2 separate regions of the Zea mays genome follow, and region 2 is linked to region 1. Evidence: chromatin contacts called from public Hi-C data. All regions are on one chromosome and are shown on one strand. Each heading gives the region's core, a stretch centred on a gene start, on an enhancer-like site or on the middle of the called end of the contact. The rest is flanking DNA. Distances are from core to core; before and after follow the strand shown.

What was found. Hi-C and Micro-C count contacts between places; a contact is called where the count stands out from the background.
Region 2: a contact with region 1 is called in a Hi-C map of bundle sheath, with 2.6 times the contacts expected there. The contact joins the promoter of LOC107457600 here to the promoter of LOC103634803 in region 1. A contact is called at or near these places in 3 of 25 Hi-C or Micro-C datasets (bundle sheath, ear and leaf).

What each region holds. Positions count from the first base shown.
Region 1 is chr8:13,332,091-13,339,240 of Zm-B73-REFERENCE-NAM-5.0, forward strand. It overlaps LOC103634803 (protein SAR DEFICIENT 1), which reads left to right and starts at 3,240. Exons shown (of 6, transcript XM_008657393.2): 1 at 3,240-3,511; 2 at 3,632-3,707; 3 at 3,823-4,539; 4 at 4,673-4,867; 5 at 4,971-5,088; 6 at 5,199-5,901. The coding sequence starts at 3,423. The coding sequence ends at 5,410.
Region 2 is chr8:13,507,089-13,514,238 of Zm-B73-REFERENCE-NAM-5.0, forward strand. LOC107457600 (Putative WRKY DNA-binding domain superfamily protein) reads right to left here and starts at 2,982. Exons shown (of 2, transcript NM_001321638.1): 1 at 2,589-2,982; 2 at 1,728-2,442. The coding sequence starts at 2,974. The coding sequence ends at 1,803.

The sequences.
Region 1 (7,150 bases), core at 1,990-4,489:
AGATAGTTCCGAAGCATAATACGGATCCGGGGCGGAGGGTGATCTTGTGCTGGAAGGTGACGACCATTGAGCTAGCTTAGATCGGCGACACACCCCCTACCTGGCGCGCCAGTTGTCGGTGTTTTGGGTCCGACCGCACACCCGGGGTTGCCCCTCAAGGTGTTTTTAGGAGTAGGACGGTGTTACCGACTGTAGCTCAATGGTTCGTGCAAGGTGCACGAGAAACAGTAGACAATGGTGTACAGGTTCGGGCCGCTTTGAGATGCATAACACCCTACGTCCTGGCGAGAATGCTTTATGTGGTGGATTACAAGGGAGCTCTCTAATGTTGGGAACGTAGAGAGTCGGGGTGGATGGCTGAGTAGTGAGATCGATCGTTCTGAAGGGGTGCCCCCTAGGCCTTATATATTCGACCGTGGGGCAGTACATGCAGATATGATGACAATGCGCACCTAAAAAATAGTGAACTGATTGAGTCTATCTTCCTATAGCTCTGCCGACTCATCCTCGCTTGGTTCCGTTGTACGGGGCTCCAGCGCGGGAAAGTCGGGTCTCTGTTGTGGTTACTTGCTCGACGTTGTTGGGCCGTCTGGGCTCGCACCGATCCGGCCTTGTGTCGATCTGCTTCACTGGTCATTCCTCTCCAGGCCCACGAAGGGATGACCTTACGATTTATTGGGCCCTCGAGCCTTTCGTGAGGTCTTTTATCCTTCTGGTGGACCCGGGGGATATCTGTCCCCCACACAACCCCAACCCTAACGCCGCCACACCCACTGCACCCCTTCCCCTGTCGCGCCGCCATCAGAGTGAGTCGCCCGAGAACCGCACGACTGGCGAGGAGGGCGGCGACGAGGCTTTAGTCCCTTCCTGAAGTCGGGAGGCATGTTGTGGCCCGGCTATGGCTTCGACTCCGCCGTGGCCATGTCGGCGCGCACGGCGAGGTGGTGCATGTTGGTGCTGCCCGCGGATTCGTCGGTGACATGCACACACGCAAGGTCAGCGGCCTTCGCGTGCCAACCGTTCGAGGTGCTGGCAGGCTGGTCCTAGAGCCAACACATGAACCCGGCACCGTCGACGAAGGCCACGGGAAGGCGGTGCTCGAGGGCCAGGCGGTGACCCCCGAATTTGGTGGCATGGTGGTGCGAGTCGGCGACTCATCGTGGCAGATCCATGAGGGCTGTGTCAGCTGGGGTGGAGTTCGGCGCTGGGGCGACTTTCGAGGATAGCGTCTGGCCTGTTTTTGCCTAAGCAAGAGGAGGGAAGACCGCTGTGGGTTGTAGATCCATAGGGAGGAGCCCAGCTGGGGGTGATTCCTCGGGGGCCGCGGCAGTCGGGGTGGAGTTTGGTGATGGTGTGGCTTCTAGGGACGGAGTGGTGCCCGACGCTGGCGTGCGGCTGTCGGGGATGGGCGTCGTTCTGCGGAGCTAGCCCTGATGCCACGACGATGCTCATGGCTGGCCGTTTTTGCCTGAGCAAGGGCCGGGGCAGCCGCGACGGGTTGAGTGGAGATGTCTAGTGGCACGGCGGGATGCGCCGCAGGGTGACACGGTTGACCGGAATGGCAGTGGCGGGACCTCCTTTCGTCTGCTGCAGTAACGACCAGTGGATCGAGCTAGCACATGGTGGTGGCGGCGACAGGGTGCCTGACAACAGCTGGTTGTGGTGGCTGTGTGTGCTAGAGCTTACGGCGGCAACCGACATCGGCTCTGGTGCGCCAGTGTGATGCACGCGACAAGATATTGTCTGGTTCTGTGTGCCCAGCCGGAGGGGTGGTGGATGACACGGCTTTGCGGCTGCTGCGGCAGCCGGCGCGTCGATGCCCCTCTAGAGGGGTTTGTGCGGGATGTCAAGGCGACGGTGCATCTTGGCGTGTTGATGTGCTGGGGGCATCTTGGGCGAAAGCCTCGACGACGGTGACATATGTGGGTGCCGCATCCCTGTCGAGGGTGTCGCATCCTCCAGCAATGTCTTCCTTGGGCGAAAGCCCGATGCATATCGGACACACGACAGTGTCATCCCCGACGTCACTACCTTCTTGAAGGCGTCGCATTGATGTTCGTATCGACCACGACATCCCCTTTCGGTTGTTGCTTTCGCTTCTCGCCGTCTAGTATGTGGGTCAAGGTGGGTTTTTGCAACATGAAGTCGAAGCTGCTACATCAAGGGATGTGACTCGACAACGATGACAGGTGGCGAACCCCCCCTTCTTTGTGGACTTGATTGTTTCATAGGTTGGGCAATTGCCTGGGGTGGGACGGAGGATTGAGCTCGTTGGTGTAGAATCAGAGCTACCTCACATAGGATGTGTTGAGGCTTCGCAACGACGACGCACCGCGATCTTGCTCCTTTTGTGTTGGTGTTTGGGTGTAGGCATCATCGTGTTTTCTTTGGCCGTGTGCGGCCCGTCTTGCGGAGTCGAAGCTGCTTGTCCCTTGTGTCGAGCTCAGCAACGATGACTATGGATGGGTTGTATGTGGGAGCTGACGTTGCCTGGCCTGTTTGTGCACTCTGCATAGGTTTCAGGCTCGATTTTTCTTAAAATTGAGTCAATTATATTCTTTTTTTAATTAAAAGGTAGAGCTCCTGCCATTACGTTCAAATGCTAGATCAAGCTAAAAGCACTAGTTTCACTTATGTCACTCTCTCAGTCTATTCAATCTAGTATACGAGAAGTATGGAAAACTGTTCTACCAAATGCTTTTATATAACAACTTCAACCTAGCTATTTATTAGGCTAAAGAAATAAATTCACGTTCGCTTGGCTTTAATCCGTACTGGCTTTTATTATTGTTTTATCTCTATAGATTACAGTTGCAGCAGTAAGAACACCTGATTTTAATCTAAAGTATTCTAATAATAATACAGAATTATACTAAACAAGACCTGATTCCTGATTCTTAAGCCTGGTTGGTTTACGTTGATATAGCAACAGCACTATTCCGGCCGCTGCATCAAAATTTAAATCAAGACGCACGGCACTTTCATCGAACAATGAGAGGCAGCTCTGGCTGGTGACGAGAGACACGATCACACGAACGCGACAAGTCGACCTCGCTCTCCTCACTTCCTCACTCTATGGCATCGGCAAGTCTCACCTTCGCGCTTCGCGGCACCTTCCTGACTTCGGTGCTCCCACCTCTCATTTCCCGCGAGCACACTGTGCAACGCCGGCCCGGCCCAGCCCGGCACACATTGCGTCTGTCTCTATATAAGAATGGCGGACGCTAGCGAGCAACTCTGCCCAAACCGCACCAACGGCCAACGCACAAAAAACCATTCTCAGCCTCCTCTCCTACTCGAGCAGCTAGCCCAGTCAATCATTCTGCTTGGATTGGATCCACCTTGTCTCTGAAAATAGCTTCGAGACCTTAGCGCCCAAGAAACGGTGACCGACCGTCCCTGCGCTAGTAGCAACAGCAACAATGGCGGCGAAGCACCTCCACGACGGGTACGAGCAGGACGGCGACCAGCCCGGCGACAACCGCATGCGCCGCCTGCCGTCCTTGTCGACGTACGGGAGCCGCGTGCCTTCTTTCTTTCATCTCCCGAGCTGGCTCTCGCTCTTGCTCCCCCTCTGTTTTCGTTAATGGCCGCTCGATCGGACTGACTGTTCGCGATCCACGAATTGCAGGGTGATTCGGGAGGCGATGATGCAGAAGGAGATGCAGAACCTGCTCAGGTGTCTGGAGCCTCTCATCCGCCGAGTGGTAAGCGACGGCCGGCCGACCGGCCGGCTCGATTCCCATTTCTTCCTGCGAGCGAAGCAAGCAGGCGTCGTGACCGGCTCCGTGTCTCGTGGTCACCGTTGGTGGCTTGGTGCAGGTGCAAGAGGAGGTCGAGGCAGGGCTCAGGCTCATGCAGAGCCTGCGCTACATCGAGAGGGCGCCGGCGGAGACGCCGGCGGCGGAACGGGCGGCGTGGAAGCTGGCGTTCCGGACGCCGCCGCAGCTGCCGATCTTCACGGGCAGCAAGATCGAGGGCGAGGCCGGGAGGCCGCTGGAGGTGGTCCTCGTGGACGCGTGCACCGGCTCGCCCGCCGCGCCCCCGGTCCCGCGGGCGCTGCGCGTGGAGCTGGTCCCGGTGTTGGGCGACTTCCCGCCGGACGGGCGCGAGGACTGGGCCGCGGACGAGTTGGAGAGGAGCGTCGTGAGGGAGCGCGAGGGCAGGCGCCCGCTCCTGACCGGCGACGTCGGTCTCACCCTGAGGGACGGGCGCGCCACGGTGGGCGAGCTCCGGTTCACGGACAACTCGTCCTGGGTCCGCAGCCGCAGGTTCCGCATCGCCGCCCGCGCGGCCTGCGGCGGCGGCGGCGGCGGCGGCGCGCGGGTCCAGGAGGCCGTGACGGAGGCCTTCGTGGTCAAGGACCACAGGGGCGAGCGGTGCCGCAAGCACTACCCGCCCGCCCTCACGGACGACGTGTGGAGGCTGGAGAAGATCCGCATGGGAGGCGCGTTCCACACGAGGCTGATGTGCCGCAACGTCGGCACCGTGCAGGAGTTCGTCCGGATGCTCATGGTGAACCCCGACGAGCTTCGCGCGGTGAGTTTGCATGCGTTCAGAACGCAGCTTGGCGTCCATTTTCATTTCATTTCATCAACCGTGCTAGCTTGTAGTAGTAAGTAACTACTGCAGTGCTATTGATTGTGGGTTTCTGTGGGGGAGGAGGGGTCAGATTCTGGGCGACGGCATGAGAGACCGCATGTGGGAGGCGGCGACGAGGCACGCCAGGACCTGCGCCCCCGACGGCAAGGTGTACGCGCACGCCACGCCGCACGGCACCATCTTCGTGGACTCCATCTTCAACGTCGTGAGGGTCGACGTCGGCGGCGTCGAGTGGCCGCTGCAGCAGCTGAACAGGGGCCAGACGGTGAGTCCTCCGCCAGCGCCATCTCAGAACAGAAGGTCAGATGAGCATGAGCTCCCATTGGTTTTGTTCGTTCTGACATGTACTCTCGTTCCGGCTCCGGCAGATGATGGTGCAGCAGATGCTGCAGGACGCGTACGAGCACCGCCACAGCCTCCAGGACGCGGCCGAGGAGGCCTTCATGCTCGACGGCCACACCGACACCAACGCTCCGCTGCTGCAGAGTAAAAGTGTCCCAACCAACTTTCCTTTCTAGTTGCAGACGGTTAGGAGTTCCGCCTGACCGCCTCGATTATTCCCCTGCTCTAACACCTTGTGCACGGGCGACCTGCAGACGCAGCGCACGTCGCGGCGCCGGCGCCGGTGGACACACCGCTCTGGTTCCAGAACGCCGCGGAGATGGACTTCCCCGACGACGACGACGACGACGACGTGGTTCCCGTTCCCCAGGTCAACAGCTTCGGCTACCAGTGGACTGGCCAAGCGTTCCACATGTGCGCTGGATGGGTAAGCCCCGAAGAAGACATGAACGAGGAACTCGAGTGAAGATCGCTAGCAAGGTTCCAGCAACAGGATGAACATTAAAAAAAAACTACAACGTGGTTGTATGTCCACGACCAGGATCATGTGTGTGAGTGTGTCTGTGTGTGTTCATGTAACAGCAGGGTCTAAGGGTAGGTGAGTTCGAGCTGCCCTTCACTGCATCGCCGGACGCGCCGCCGAGCGTCCGCGAGCAGCGAGAAGCGGCGAGCGAGCTAGTGCAGGATTCTTTGGTTTGATTCGTATTCTTTGTTGTAATTGTAATCTCTCAGTTTTCCCGTTCAGCCTGGTCGTGGAGCGTCCTGCTCTGCTCCTGCTCCTGCTCCCAAAGATGAGTTGAGTTGCATGTAAATGTAACGTCGGAGCAGCGACGCGTGGGGCTGGCTGGTATATGCCTACAACTACAAGGGCTAGCAGCAGAACTAGTTGAGTAAACATATACTAGTTCTGATTTCTTCTTTGATATTTTTTCAAAACTTTTTTTTTTGTGTCCTGTAAACACCAAGGTCGCAATAAAGAAATGAAACCGCCTTTTTTTTACATAAACACGAATGTTCGAGGACTCTTGGTCTTTGTTGTGTCTCAAAAGTTAAACTATGGCCCTCTTTGGCAGGCTCCTAACGACTTCGGCTCTAGCTTCTCTGGCTTCTTGGCTTCTTTAGAGGAGTCAGAGCTGTTTTGTAATTCATTTGGCAAAACAGCTTCTCACGAGGCGACGGTGGCAGACACTATAATTTCATGAAATATTATTGTGTGTCGGATAGAAGGAGCCGTTAGAAGTTTGTTTTCTCGTGCTTCGGCTCCCAATAGCAAAACGGCTCTGGCTCTTTGATGACTCTCGGTGAGGAGCCATTTTTTTAAGACCGTTTGGTACGGCTTCACGAAGAGCGAGAAAAAAGAGCCACCGAGAGAGCCCTGCCAAAGGGGGCCTATAGCGCTGTGTCGGAGCAACTCTAGTAGAATCCCTTAAATCAGAGCGCTGCTTATTTTTAAGGTCTCTATTTTTTCTGTCTATTCTGTTGTGTCCAAGTTTTTAAGATAATGTTTAGTTTCATAGTGTATTAGAATGGAGCCGTTCTATTCCAACGTTGAGGATGTTCGATTCGATTCTAAGTTAAACGAAGCTGCTCTAACTTAGAAATATTCTTTGTAGCTGTTGAATTTGGCGGCTCCCTAAAATCGATAACCGTGGCGACTCACGAGCGACACGCTCTTGTTCCATTTACGTACAACGCTTCTCCTCTTCTCCCTCCCCTGCCTCCGCCATGGCCACACAATTGTCTAGTTGCTTCCTCCCATTTTGAATCTGATCTGCCTCGCTATTCCCATCGCCTCCTCACTCTCCTGCCTCCACTCCCTAGTCGTCGCGCCTCTTTCGAGTAGCCATGAACGAAGCCTTCACACGTGCAGCGGACGATGACCTAAAGCTCATCAAGCGTCTGGTCTTTCCCGGAGAGGGCAGGATGCCCCCGTCGCGCTTGCACCTGGCAATGGAGCGGGACAACCCTATCACGGCGCTGTAGCCGCTTATGTCGATGGCGCCCATGGCATACGTGGTCATCGTTGACCCGACTGTCGTAGGCAACTCTGACGTGCCCAACTATCAATCCCAAGTCATAAGGTTTTAGGACTCTGCTCTTGCATTGGAGCCTCCAAAATGAGAAGTTCAATAGTCATCGACAGTGGTGAAGCTAGAGCAAAATGTAAGGAGGTGCACATCTCTTGTGGGTGCACAGGGATAAAATA
Region 2 (7,150 bases), core at 1,732-4,231, 170 kb after region 1:
TGCCTGTCAAGCAACCCAGCAGGCAAGGCTGCCGAGGAACCTGCCCGCAGAGCAACCCAACGAGGCAAGGTTGCTGACCAACCTGCCCACCGAGCAACCTAGCAAGGCGAGGTTGCCGACCAACCTACACGCCGAGCAACCCAGCGAGGTGACCGACCAACCTGCCCGCCTAGCAACCCAGCAAGGTGTGGTCATCGACCAACGGGCCTACCGAGCGACCCAACAAGATGACAACCGGCTCTTAGAAAGAGTCGGCCTGGTACTATCAAGCCACGTCGACACGACGGAACATTACAGAGCTATGACCGGACCATGAAAGCGGTACAGAGGGGTCTCTGTCAAACACAACAACGGATACATATCCCCGCTGACTAATGGACCCAGACAATCGTGGCCGTAGAAACCTCAACATCGGGGGTCTTTACAGTGACCCATACACTGGAGGGGTTGGGCAATATGTCGTACTAGGCATGCGTCTACACTTGATGAAATATGACACTAGGAGATGACAGAAGATGAAGTTGTACTGAAGACATCCCTAAACCACGCCTTGAGCTGACTCAACAGAACCCACCAAGCAACACCATGTCTAAATCGGAGTAGCTACAGGAAGACGGACAGGACGCGATGCCATACCAGAGGTACGACGACACACGCCTCGGCAGACGACTCCATAGGGGCTACAAGGCCCAGAAGCATGACCCAACAGACGAGACCATAGGGGATATGAGGCCTAGAAGCAGGAGGTCAAACTCCACCCCAGTAGAATACTAGTCCACATTGTAACGTCTACCATTAGGCTATAAAAGGACAAGACGACCCCCATCCAAACATCATCCCATATCTCTACAACTTGACACAAGCATTCAGATGTAACATGTTCCAAACAATACTACGATCAGCACTGCACTAGACCAGAGCTCCGACCTGAACCAGTATAACCAACTCGCCTCAGATCCACCCTCGAGTCCCTCGTAGCTCACCATTCGGAGTGAGTCCGCGCTAGCACCCCTACCGAACACAAATCTTATCATCCCCGGGTTCTAGAAACCACAAGAGTAATGTGATATCTAAAAGGTACAATGAGCTATGGCATTCACTACATCGGGTACCCTATCTAAAGGGTTATTATGCTACAAATTGGATGTCTAATGGTGATGACATATATGCCACAAGTGAATATGTTTTCTCACTTACGAGTGGCAATTTTTCATGAATGTCTTGCAAGTAGGCCATCTTAATGAGGTCAATTATAGAAGCATAACTCACAACATTAGTACCGCTTCTGTTGCGACTGAGTGGCTCCGTGAACTCCTTATGAATTTATTGACAGTTGGAAAACATATACCGGCTATTTTCATGAACTATGATCATCAAACTGTGATAATCAAGATGAACACTAATAAGGAGAATATGGAGTCCACAAGACGTGTAAAGAGGTGATTAAAATCTACCAAAAAATTGAGAAACTCTGAAGAGATAACGCTTCTAAGGAGAATATGGAGAATATGTATATTTTTACTAACCTTGTGAATAGTAATATTTTACAGGTATACATATATCGTCACATCTATACTGCGCTACATTTCTTAATTAAATTAAACGTAGAAATATATAAATTTCTGACACAGGGTGCTTGGAGTTGGAGATCGCTGTATGCATGCAGCATAAGTCAGACCCAGTTGGTCGCCGCCGCCGGCGCTGCAGCCGCCCATGACGTAAGGCGTGAGAAAGGTCACCGCTCGTCTCTGACGTTCATGGCCGCCGGAGCCATCGCCCGTTCGATCTGCTGCTGCTCGTCGTTACTGGAAGTGGTAGCTCGTGGACTGGAGGTTCGAGAGTGGCACGACTTTCTCCGAGCCTCCGGTATTGTCCGCACCCGGAGCAGGCCTATGGGGATCCGGAAATAGCATGACGTCCTTGGAGCCACTGCCGTTGCTGGGACTCGGAGCGGGCTTGAGGAACAACAGCACGTCTTCATATCCCTCCATCTCCGCATCCTCGAGCAGCAGACCGGCGGCGACAGTGTTCTCCTCCTCCTCCTCGCACTCCACTCCCAGCACGGACGGACAAAGCAGCGGAGTAGTAGTGTCATCGATCGGCGATGCAGCTGGATCAGGCTGCTCGGCCGGGGAGGAGGTGGACGGCGGTGCTGGCTGCGGCTTGTTGCGCGTGGTGCCAGCGAGGGCGTTGCGATGGAGCGGGACGGGGTGGCTGTGCTCGCCGGTGTAGCCGACGATGAGGGTGGAGGGGTCGGTGCGGCAGCGCTCCACCTGCTTCCGCGCCCTGCAGTCCTTGTCGGTGCTGCACCGGTAGTATCCGCGCGGGTACGGCGACCCCTTGATCGGCTTCTGCCCGTACTTGCGCCACGCCCAGGGGTCCGGAGACGCGCCCACGGGCACCCGCGCCACCTCCTTCTTGCTCGTCTGGCTCTTCTTCTTTCTACGAAAATACGAATACAAGCGCGAGCTGAAGTCGTTTCCTTCCCTCCCAGGTAGGCAGGTACTGCCAGTATTTCGCGAGGAAATAATCGAAAAAAATAGAGATTTAGATGGGCCGCCGGCCGCCTACGGCGGGCTGATACATACTTTCTCTTCGAACGTGTCGGTCCGCCAACGCCGTTATTACTGCGGTAGGGAGTTCGTGGTCGTTTGGCCGGCGGCGGCGCTTCGTTGTTTCTTGGCTGCGGCGTGGCGAGGCCGAGGAAGGCCTGCTGCAGGCACAAGTCGTCGACGCCGACGGCAGGGCCGGTCGGGAGCTGCTGCGGCGCCGCGGCGTCCGTCACCTCGTCCTTCGTCTGTGACTGCGGCGGCGGCAGCAGGCAGGATGAGAATGGTTCGTCCGAGGCCCGCAGCGGCGAGCTAGTAGTGACGCGGCTGCCACCACCACTGCAGCTGGCGAAGCGCACCACGGCGTGTAGGTCCCAGTCGTTGCTGCTGCTACCACAGCACCAGCGCAGATCGGCGGCCTCCATAGCTCAGCTCTCTTGAGTTCGTGGCCCAATGGAGGTAGGGGAGAGAGCTAGCGGACGTTGACTTGCAACGGGTGGGGTGGGGCGGGGGTGGTTGGGTTGTACGGAGTACGGACGGTACGACAGCTAGAACCAACTTTAAAAGGATTAACAGGGTGGCCGGTGGCGGCCAGGCATGCGTTTCAGCGTTTTGGTTGAAAATGTCAAAGAGCCGGGAGGGAGAAAAGTAGAAAACCAGGGTGCTAGTAAAGATAAATAGAGTTCGTTTCTTTTTAGTGGAGTCAGTATTGAGAGCCATCTGCGAGGAGGAGCTTGAATTTTTCGGACACCCTTGCCTGCAAATGCAAGAGCTACCTTGGACATTTCACCTTGCGTTCAAGATTGGCGCGACGACGGAGAGGTAGCTGGTGAATAAAATAACGAACAGGTGAAGAAATATTGCATCAAGATTGGTGTTACATGGCAAGGAGGCCGGGAGAGAAGTCAATGGTCAAGATAGTCTATACAGCCACAGATACGTGAGGCCTTGCCGCCTTGCCTTTCCCCTCTGCCAAGAGTCCAGGACCAATCTAGCGAGTAGTAGAACAAATATGTAATGAACATATATAATTATACATCATTTGTTGATTTAGTCACAATATAAATAGCGAAATATATGAGGAATCTGGATTTCATCTCTTTGTTGAATGCTGCTTCACCAAACGCATTTGGGCTGAGTTGAGCATGTGGGCTTCAAGTGCTGAGATCCACTATTCCGCCTGACATGCAGCAGTGGTGGTCGAATCTTGCGGCATCTGCAATAAGAGATAAGAAGTGCTTACGTACCCTCACCATTCTCGTCTCTGGGAGGATTTGGTATGCGATAAACTCGCGAATTTTTGAAAAAAAAAGGGACAACCCTACAACAGACTCTCGCAAAGATCAAAGAGGAGGCCTGTTGGTGGATTCGAGGAGGGGCAAAACATTTAGCCAATATGGTATAACTTTGTGTTTTTGATGCATGGCGACCACGCCTCTGTTTTTAGTGCCTTTTCCGTTTTTTTTTTGTTGAGATTTACTATTTGTAGTATCTCTGGGCGCCCATCCCCTTTTTAATATGAAAGGCAACTCTCTTGCCAATTTCAAATTTTTTTTAGCAAAATAGATGTATAAACTAAAGCTAATCTGACTATCTGAGCTTGCTTTACGCTCACCTTTGCTTTTGGCCTCGTAGAGGACCATAAGCACTATCTACCGTACGCTAACCACGTGTGATCTCAGACACCAAGGATCACCCACATGCATCGGGTCCATAGACACGTGGTTCACCGAGCACAAAAGGGACGGTCCATGGTGCGCCAAACGACAGTCCATAACGGAGTGAATCCAGCCCACGGACTAGACCTAAGTTTCTAATTCAACCCATAACATGATTTCACTTTCCCTTGGCATATGTACGGACGACCTAATAACCTGACGTATGTCACTTGTCCGCCAAGCTAGCTCAGTCGATTTTGTCAGTTGACTATTGAAGATCACCTATCAGCCTAGCTATATATATCTTTGTGCCCACGTGGCATTACTAGGGACATATTAACATGGAACCACCGGAGGATGACATGTGTCATCCTTTAGACATAAAATGTGTTATTTATGTTCAAAAGTAGGAAAGGCTATTGATCATTGGAAACTCATAACTAATACGTGTTGACTCTAAAAAAAGGTCTCACATAGGATTTTTTTTCAAAAACCATTGAACTCCATGCGATGTTGCTATGCTTGAGTGCATCTACATCTTACAATATTTTTATAGATTTTTGTTTGTATGTGTTATACATAATTGTATTTCTTAACACTCTATTAATTGTTTCCCATATGCCTTCAACACCAGAGGAGGACCCAACAGACCCTGAGTATATAGAGAACCAGGGTGGCCGGTGGCGGTCAGGCATGCGTTTTGGTTGAAAATGTCAAAGAGCCGGGAGGGAGAAAAGTAGAAAACCAGGGTGGTAGTAAAGATAAATAGAGTTCGTTTCTTTTTAGTGGAGTCAGTATTGCCTGCAAATGCAAGAGCTAGCTATCTTGGACATTTCACCTTGCGTTCAAGATTGGCGCGACGACGGAGATGTAGCATAGCAGGTGAATAAAATAACGAACAGGTGAAGAAATATTGCATCAAGATTGGTGTTGCATGGCAAGGAGGGGAGAGAAGTCAATGGTCAAGATAGTCTATACAGCCACGGATACGTGAGGCCTTGCCTTTCCCCTTCTGCCAAGAGTCCAGGACCAATCTAGAACAAATATGTAATGAACATATATAATTATATATCATATGTTGATTAAGTGACAATATAAATAGCAAATTAGATATATATATATATATTATATAAACTAAAGCTAACCTGAGCTTGCTTTACGCTCACCTTTGCTTTTGGCCTCATAGAGAGAGGACCATAAGCACTATCCACCGTACGTTAACCACGTGTGATCTCAGACACCAAGGATCAGCCACATGCATTGGGTCCATAGACACATGGTTCACCGAGCAGCGAGCACAAAAGGGACGGTCCATGGTGTGCCAAAAAACAGTCCATAATGGCATAACGGAGTGAATCCAGCCCATAGACTCGACCTAACCTAAGTTTCTAATCCAACCCATAACATGATTTCACTTTCCCTTGGCATATGTACGGACGACCTAATAAACCTGACGTATTGCACTTGTCTGCCAAGCTAGCTCAGTCGATGTTGTCAGTTGACTATTGAAGATCACCAATCAGCCTAGCTATATATATCTTTGTGCCCACGTGGCATTACTAGGGACATAGTAACATGGAACCACCGGAGGATGACATGTGTCATCCTTTAGACATAAAATGTGTTATTTATGTCCAAAAGTACGTAGGAAAGGCTATTAATCATTGGAAACTCATAACTAATACGTGTTAACTCTAAAAAGTCTCACATAGGATTTTTTTTTTTCAAAAACCCTCCATGCGATGTTGCTATGCTTGAGTGCATTTATATCTTACAATATTTTTATAGATTTTTGTTTGTATGTGTTATACATAATAATTGTATTTCTTAACACGCTATTGTTTCCCATGCCTTCAACACCAGAGGAGGACCCAACAGAGTATGAGTATATAGAGAGCTTGGGTGATGACCTCAATGAAAATGAAGGTGTAATATTCCACCCACTTGTAGAATCCTATTAGGCTTGCAACTAGACGTTCTAGCACTTATTTTTGTCTTAGCATATATACTCGCAATTAGGCTTAGCATGCTTTACTTACATACACATGCTACTTTTATTGTATTAATAGACCATGGACCATGTGATATGATGATTGTGTAGTGTAGATTTGATTGTGCGTAGATTATACACTTGGATGATGAGATATGGTTGTATGTCATTGAGGGACATCTAGCATGCATCTTTGGTGCGTGGTAAGGGTGTATATCATATTGGGTAGAATAGTGTGGCTTATGGCGTATTTGGTTGGAGGCTTGGCACGCACATGCCTACCAAACAAAAAAATTCTTCCCAATGCCAAAATCGGATGCCTAGGAAGCCTACCTAGCCTAGGTAGCTTTTTGAAGAGTTCAACCAAACATTCCCTTAGTCTTCAAATGATGCCAAGTCATCAAAGTGTTACCTAAGAATTTTCTAAGAGTACATTTGATGGGTACGAGTGATAGAGGAGACCTTTGGGAACAATGTTATTATGTGTGGGCATGTTTTAGGGTAGGAGATGCTTATAGTAGGCACAAAAAAGTTGAGTTTCCCTTAGAGATGTATCACCTAGGTCACTTAAGAACCGAATTAACTTAACAAGTTCATAGGACTTCTCACATAAACACCACATGCTCCAAGGCAATGACGACAAGAAATTACACATGTGGAGATGGTGTAGACGTTGTTGGCCAAGCGAGATGGTGTTGACCAAGTAGATCAAGTGTGTGAGGACTTAGTTATCAAGCGGTCAAGAGTGAGCGATGACAAGCGTCGAGATCATGAAGGAAGAATAGCTGAAACATGACTCTAGCTCACTATTTTCAAATCATCTGATTAATCACCGATTATGTGGTTAATCGACTTATTGATCTGACACATCTGATTAGGGGTAGCGACTCAACTAGCACTATCAGATATTCGATCGTCCAACTAATCATCGTCTAGTCGTGATTACTTGTTTG